2 separate regions of the Zea mays genome follow, and region 2 is linked to region 1. Evidence: chromatin contacts called from public Hi-C data. All regions are on one chromosome and are shown on one strand. Each heading gives the region's core, a stretch centred on a gene start, on an enhancer-like site or on the middle of the called end of the contact. The rest is flanking DNA. Distances are from core to core; before and after follow the strand shown.

What was found. Hi-C and Micro-C count contacts between places; a contact is called where the count stands out from the background.
Region 2: a Hi-C map of ear shows a contact between it and region 1, with 2.1 times the contacts expected there. The contact joins the promoter of LOC100217094 here to the promoter of LOC100277652 in region 1. A contact is called at or near these places in 2 of 25 Hi-C or Micro-C datasets (ear and leaf).

Annotation. Positions count from the first base shown.
Region 1 is chr4:69,006,105-69,009,894 of Zm-B73-REFERENCE-NAM-5.0, forward strand. It overlaps LOC100277652, which reads right to left and starts at 2,195. Exons shown (of 9, transcript XM_008678804.3): 1 at 2,072-2,195; 2 at 1,919-1,994.
Region 2 is chr4:69,337,007-69,340,546 of Zm-B73-REFERENCE-NAM-5.0, forward strand. LOC100217094 (SNARE domain containing protein) reads left to right here and starts at 1,916. Exons shown (of 7, transcript NM_001143463.1): 1 at 1,916-2,021; 2 at 2,808-3,024. The coding sequence starts at 2,810.

The DNA of each region.
Region 1 (3,790 bases), core at 945-3,444:
TTTATGAGAATATTCTGGGGATAACCTAGGTAGCTGAGGGCACATGCGTCCTTAACACAAGGCGCTGGGCGCTCAGATACCTATAAATACCCCCCGCACAGTGCCCGTGAGAGGCCAGATCAACAGAGCTATTGCCATCTAGCGCGTAACCCTGTTAACGTCACTGTTCACCCTTGTTGGCCCCCCTTGCGACCGAGAGCAAGTTCCAACAGAGAGAAATTAGAATTTAGGAAAGGAAGAGAAGTATAGATTTTCATTTTGGTAAGCATTTTTCATTTTAGTAAAAATATCTATACTAATCTCCTATTTATTATGTTATTATATAGGTTGGGCTTGAATTATTGCATGCTCATACTCGCGTCGTGGTCTAATGTACTATCACACTGTGGCAGCACTATCGAAATTTGGCTTTTTGCCGAGTGCCAAATATTTTGTCGAGTGTTTTTTTCGGACACTCGATAAAGAAGCTATTTGTCGAGTGCCAAACAAAAAACCTCGGTAAAATAAAACACTCGACGAAGAAGCTCTTTGCTAAGTGTTATATTTTTGACACTCGGCAAAGATGCTCTTTGCCGAGTGTTAAAAATAAAACACTCGTCAAAAAGCTTCTTTGTCGAGTGCTTTTTTTCAACATTAGGCAAATAAAATTTAAAAATCAAAATTTAAAGCAGTAAATTAATTCAAATGAAAAAGTTTTCAACTACAAATTTGTATAACTTATCATAAAGTACAATTTATATTTTGAACATTTTTTCTAATAAAAATAAATTTGTTTATAAAACATATATCTCTCTCGTAGTTTATGAAACTACGAGAGAGATATATAAGATTTGTGCATATTGTTAGAACCATCATATGAGATGAACAAATGACCAAACAACCTAAACTTTGTAGGTTTTGAGAAGTTATAAAATTTTGTAGTTGGCAAATTTTTCATTTGAAGTTATCTTGTCAACGGAAACTACGTCTGAATTTAAAAAATTTAAATTTTGAATTTTGAAAATGACCTCGAAATAAAAAACCACCAACATGAAAGTTGTAGGTATCGAAGAGTTATGAAACTTTGTACTTGATAATATTTTGTTTTGAAATCATCTTGTCATGCAAAAATATGTTTGAATTTTAAAATTTGAATTTTTCAAACTACCTCGGATGAAAAAACCATCAAAATAAAAGTTGTAGGCCTTGAAATGTTATGAAACTTTTTAATTGATAATTTTTTGATTTGAAATCATCTTATAATTGAAAAATTCGTGTGAAGTTTTTAAATTTGAAATTCAAATTTTGTAAACGGCCTCGGACGTAGAAACTATCAAAATAGAACTTGTAGATCTCGTAAAATTATACAACTTTATAGTTGGTCATATTTTCAAATGAATTCATTTATTGCTTTAAATAATCAAATTACTCTTGATTTGTTATATTACATGACGAATGAAATGTAATATAGACATAATTTATGTAGTAGTGTAGTGGTAGAGGGGTTATGCACGAGAGAGATGTTGCGAGTTCAAATCTCACAATTCACATAATAAAATATGTAAATTTGATTCAAAATAATAATGAAAAATGATATGACTATGGATAGTGGTTGGAGAGTTGTTCTCATAAATTTAAAAAATGTTTTGTTGTTTTTTGGGGTTTTTTATTTTTAATTTGTCGAGTTCTTTTCGACACTCGGCAAAGGTAAAAAAAAGTACTCGACAAAGAATCTTTACCGATAAAATGTTTGCTGAGTATTTTTTGTCTAGTGTAACGCTCGGTAAAGATTTTATCGAATGTAAAATGATATTTGCCAAGTGTTTTAGACACTCGACAAAGAACGTGATTCCGGTAGTGCAGCTAGGCAAGCAGGCATACAGAGAATGAGAGGCATGGTTAATTAAGGTACAAGCAGATGAAGCACACGAAAACTCACCGGCCGATCGAGGAGGAAACGAAGGGAAAACAGCCTACGACGAAATTGCTCTCCGTCCTTTGTTGCTCTGGAGCCTCTGCAAGGTCAAAACCGTGGTCAGCATGCATATATAAGAGTGAAGCTTTGATTTGGAGGAGGGGACCTATACAATACAATATGCACCGCGCGGTGGTGGAGGAGGAGCTCAGGAAGGTCTTTATGGAGATCGAACGGAATGAACTGCAGAGGAGGTGTAGCATAGCAGAGAAATGGAGATGACGATGCCTCCACGCCGCTCCATTTATATATAGAATAGAAAGGAATAATATATAATGCCCTTGATTTGGACTGGCCAGTGGCCCTGGCCCATCCCACGCGCACAGGCCGATCAAGCCATATCCCATGGTGCAGTGCAGCTTCACTTAGCTTGTATAAATCCACAAGTGTGAGTGCTTAAAAAAATACCAATGACGACTAATTAAGGTGTTTTCCTCTCAATGCAGATTTTGTCAAAAAAAAAAGAAGCAGAAACCTAATCCCTAAAGAAAAGCGGGCGTTCGTCCTAGCAAGTCCAATAGTACCAGCTTGGACGTGATGAGCAGCTGCACTGCAAGGCCTTGCCTTTGCTTGTCCGTCCATGCATGTTCAGTTCAGCTCTTGCCGCTGATAGATAGGTGTGCAGGGGCCAAGAGCCGACGACCTCGCAGTCGCAGGACTGGTTGGGTCTACTGTCCTTGTACCTAGTTAGGTCAGTTTGAGAATTTTGTTGTTGTTAGTAATGCAGTCTGTAGTGTATCCGATCCAGTTAGGCCAAGCCAGTGTCAGATTTTCCCCATGTACAGCACAGCGTACTTTCTTGCACTCAACTTCAGTTTAAGGCCCTGTTTCAATCTCACGGGATAAACTTTAGCTTCCTGCTAAACTTTAGCTATATGAATTGAAGTGCTAAAGTTTAGTTTCAATTATCACCATTAGCTCTCCTGTTTAGATTACAAATGGCTAAAAGTAGCTAAAAAAAAGCTGCTAAAGTTTATCTCGTGAGATTGGAACAGGGCCTAATACATACAATCCACCAGAGTGTTGACTATTGTGTAAGCTCGACGACTTGGGTTAAACCATGCATGAAAGGAACATTCGATCTATTTTGTTTTTACAGCAGCATCCTGAGAAATAAAACGCATGAAATCGTCGACAGAAAACAAAAATAATAGAAACTTGTCAAATACACCAACGATCGTTGTGAAGAAACTGTAGCATGTCACATATAAAAAAACAATAAAAGAAAAATTCACTCTCAGTCAACGCAAGAGAATGTTAACAACTCAGGTAATCGGAGATGGAATTCAGGAAGGTAGCAGGACTGGACGACGGGCTCTGGCTTTAATTGGGAGGAAGTAAAAATGTACTTCGCCTCACAATGCAAGGCGCTCTCGTCTGCATACCACACGCAAACGGATCGGATCCAGGCTCCGCTAGTTCACCCAATCCGGTCCAAATAACATCTTGTTGGACCGCCTTGATCTGGGCTTACTCACGTCTTGTTCGTTTGTGTCGGAATGGTGGGTCGGAACGATTCCGAGCCGAATTGCTTCTATAATTTATATAAACTTTGATTAGCCGGAATAATTCCGGGTGCAATCCGATGTAAACGAACAGGGCCTCAGTTTGCTCAGCCGGCCCACCTTCGGCCATCACGCTCGCCTCAATGCCTCATGCTGTCTTCCTTCCTTGTTTCCTTCTAGCCATGAATGGAGAACGCTCGAGCGCTGAATGATATACCAATATTCAGTGAGATGTAATCCAGGACTCTATTTAGCTCGGCAACCATAGACATGATAGTGCAAAATTGTTTCCAGCCCCGTGTTGATGCCTTTCTGGGACGCCAATCACTAC
Region 2 (3,540 bases), core at 666-3,165, 330 kb after region 1:
ATTTACGGTATCTCCTTTTGTAACGAGATATTTCTGTTTTATTTATTTACCCAGATGGACTTCTTAAACTATCAGCCCAGCAGACCAACAACACTCTTTTCAGATTTCCAGACTTGCAGGGTCTAGGCGGGAGCAGAGCAGCCCATTACCAGCCCGCTAAGAAACCCTACCTCCTGCGTGACCCTGAGTCCCATCGGTACTTCGAGCCTTCGACGCGTGTGTGGCCGCCGCAGAGTCCTGGTCTCACCGCGGAGTCCCAGGTAGATGTATTGGTTGTAGAATAGAGTTTAAAATATATAGTAAGATAGTAAGTGGAATTGGAAGACTGTTGTAGATAGTCTTAGGTCAACTCCAGCGCACGATGTGTATAACACCGTTTATGCATTGTAGATACACTGTTTACATAGTGTATTTTGAAATAGAGAGTGAGGTGAAGTGAGATAAAGAGTCTCTAGAGCCTGGAGTAGGGCTGCTAGCTCGTTAAGCTAACGAGTTGGCTCAACTCGTTTAGCTCGCGAGCAAGAGCAGATAAAAATAATGTCTATAATAATCAACTTCTAGTTAATTTTAAACTAATTTAACAATATATAGAAAATAGTAATTATACTCATAGTTTTAGTTTCACAGACCATATCAAGGTAACACCAAATTAACATAACTCATCAATTCACAATCCAAACACATGTTCATTAGTTTTAACCCACAGTTATATTCGATCAATTTAACACATAGACATAGTTTATCAAGCATTAGTTTAACTCATGCACTATAGACACCACACATACACATAATATGTTCACCAATTATTACATAAATGATATGTATATAGTTTTGTTTTGTTTAAATATGCTATCTCGTTTTGCTCATGAACTGGCTCTGATTAGAGTCGAACCAAACCAAGTCGAGCTAACTGTGAGCCCGAACCACGAACACTTCGTCGAGTTTGCCATTGCCAACAATAACCCACGCTGGTTCATGTGTTGCCTGTAATCCACGCGAGTTCCCCTGATCAATTATTTTAGGAGAGGGAGAGTACATCCTCACAAGTCACCACCACTCTGACGCTGCGCACCTGGCCCAGCTACGCCGTCGCGGGCCGGCCTCTGCCGCCCTCCGGCACACCGGCACCACCGTCCCAGCCTCCCAGCGTCGTTCCTAGAGATAGCAATGGGTACCCGCGACCCGATACCCGATGGGTATTTACTCTATTAGGGTATGTATGTGGGCTAAATATTCTACCCGTGGGTCTGTTATTGGGCAAAAATCTTCACCCAATAGGTAAACGGGTATTAGAACGTTCCACCTTCACCCATACCCGTTAACCCGTGGGTATAAAATACCCAATATAAACTTAGCCTAAACATGAACTTAGACTTTAGTCATCCATCTTTTTTACTATTTAATAACCTTTTAGGTCATTATGTCATAGAAGGCTTAACGACAATTTAATGACCATGTAATGGAACATGTAATTCACCCAATGTGTGTTGAATGGATGGTTAAATGATGCTAAAAATTTTGTAATGATATTTAGATGGATATACATGATATTTGTATAATATAATATTTTGATAGATGTTTAATTTTTGTGGGTACGGGTGACCCGATGGGTGACACATACCCACGTGGGTATGGGTATGGGGGTAAATCCATACCCACCAGTGTATATGGGTGACCCGGTGGGGTTATTTTTTTGTCGTGGGTATGGGTATGGGGTAGTAATACCCGGTGGGTATTTACGTATTGCCATCTCTAGTCGTTCCAAGCTAAACGAGGTGGGCTCCGCCGTTCCCCTTTACCTGCGTCATGCACTCACGGCAACGCGTCCGTCTTTTATATTTCTCACAAACAATTGAACAAATTAAAAGAAAAGGTCTAATTACTCGCCTCTCTTGCTCGCCAACGCCAGTGGCCAGAGGCCCAGAGCTTCGTCAAAGACACGCCGAAAAGAGGGGGAGGCGACTCGGCCGAGGTCCGGTTCCGAACTCCGGTCCTCCGATTTGCGCGTCCGGATCTACCAGGTTTGCCGATTCCCGCTCTAATCTTTCCTCTACGTCCTGTTTGTTTTCCTCCCCGTCGGTGCCCGCTGGGTGAGGTCACATCACATGTGGCTGTTGGGATCTCGGCAGGGTCTTTCTGGGGAACGGCGGCTGGGGATTTTGGTGATTCTGTAGACGGATACGTGCGATTCAACAGTGGGGAGAAGGGATATCATGGGGGCATTTTGGATTCATGGCGAATTCTAGGATTTTGATTTGGTCTTTCTGCGTTCAGCACGAGGCTTCTACGAATTGAGTAACGTAGTGCAGTAGGATTAATAATTGCTGTGAAGAGAGTTATCTTGTTTCAGTTCTACAAGTCAGAAACGTGATTTGAGTCTGTCATGATTAAATATTGACCCGTGACCAACAAGCTGGGAACAAGGGACAGCATACTATAGTCATCCTCATGTTGGGGTTAGCTGCAGCAGAGGCCAACTTTTTTTATGGCAATGGTCACTGTAAGCTTGAGTAGTCTTGTTTCTCGTAAGTGCAACCTTTAAACTTTTTTATGAAACTTGTTGTGCTCAATAATGGCATTGATAGACAGAAATGCCTAGAGATTGTCTGTTGATAACTTGCTCACAAGAGCTCCCTGCCTTTTCAGCCCAGTTCTTGTGGTGCTTTACATTATATGAAAGGGCTCTACATGATACTAGTTTATTACAATGTAATTGTATGATAATGGGTTACAACATTGTTGTTTATGCTGTTATGCTTATCCAAGTTCTGCTCACATGACGTGTTCTGTCATTTTGAATTAACCAGCCATGGCATCATCTTCGGACCCGTGGATGAAGGAGTACAATGAAGCATCCAGACTTGCTGATGACATCAGTTCCATGATTGCTGATAGAGGGTCCCTTCCACAATCAGGCCCAGAAATTATGCGGCATACTTCAGCCATCCGGAGAAAAATAACTATTCTTGGGACTAGACTGGATAGCTTGGAGTCGTTGCTTGGCAGAATTCCTCCAAAGTCAATGTATGTCCTATTGCAACTACTTCTGTAATTCTGTGATAGTAATGATGTGGAGTGCTTGCAAAGACCCCATATTTGTTTTTGTCAAGTCTGATGCTTAGCAATGAAACAAATATCTGTTGAATCTTGGAGAACTTGTTTAAACTGATGATCTGTTCTGTCAATTTCATAATTGATGTGTCCTTATAATCAAAATGGAACAATATTGGATGTGGTTGTAAATGAAGGATTATGATGTTAAATATGGCTGGTACTAGATCTAGGGATGCAAAGTGGTACTCGAATGATTGAGCACTGAACTATGCTATGAATAAGTGAATCAATAAAGATAAACACCTTAGGTGATGAAATGAAATGTTATGAAGCTGGCTATGCCAGGCACTGTACTAAAAATTGAGTTACTTGGCTTATGTGCTGTGCACAAATTTACATTGTTCCAGAATAGATTGTCTGATGGTTTGTTTTCTTGTAGACTCTAGACCCCAGGAGGCCTAACCTATTGGTCATGGCCAAAGTTAG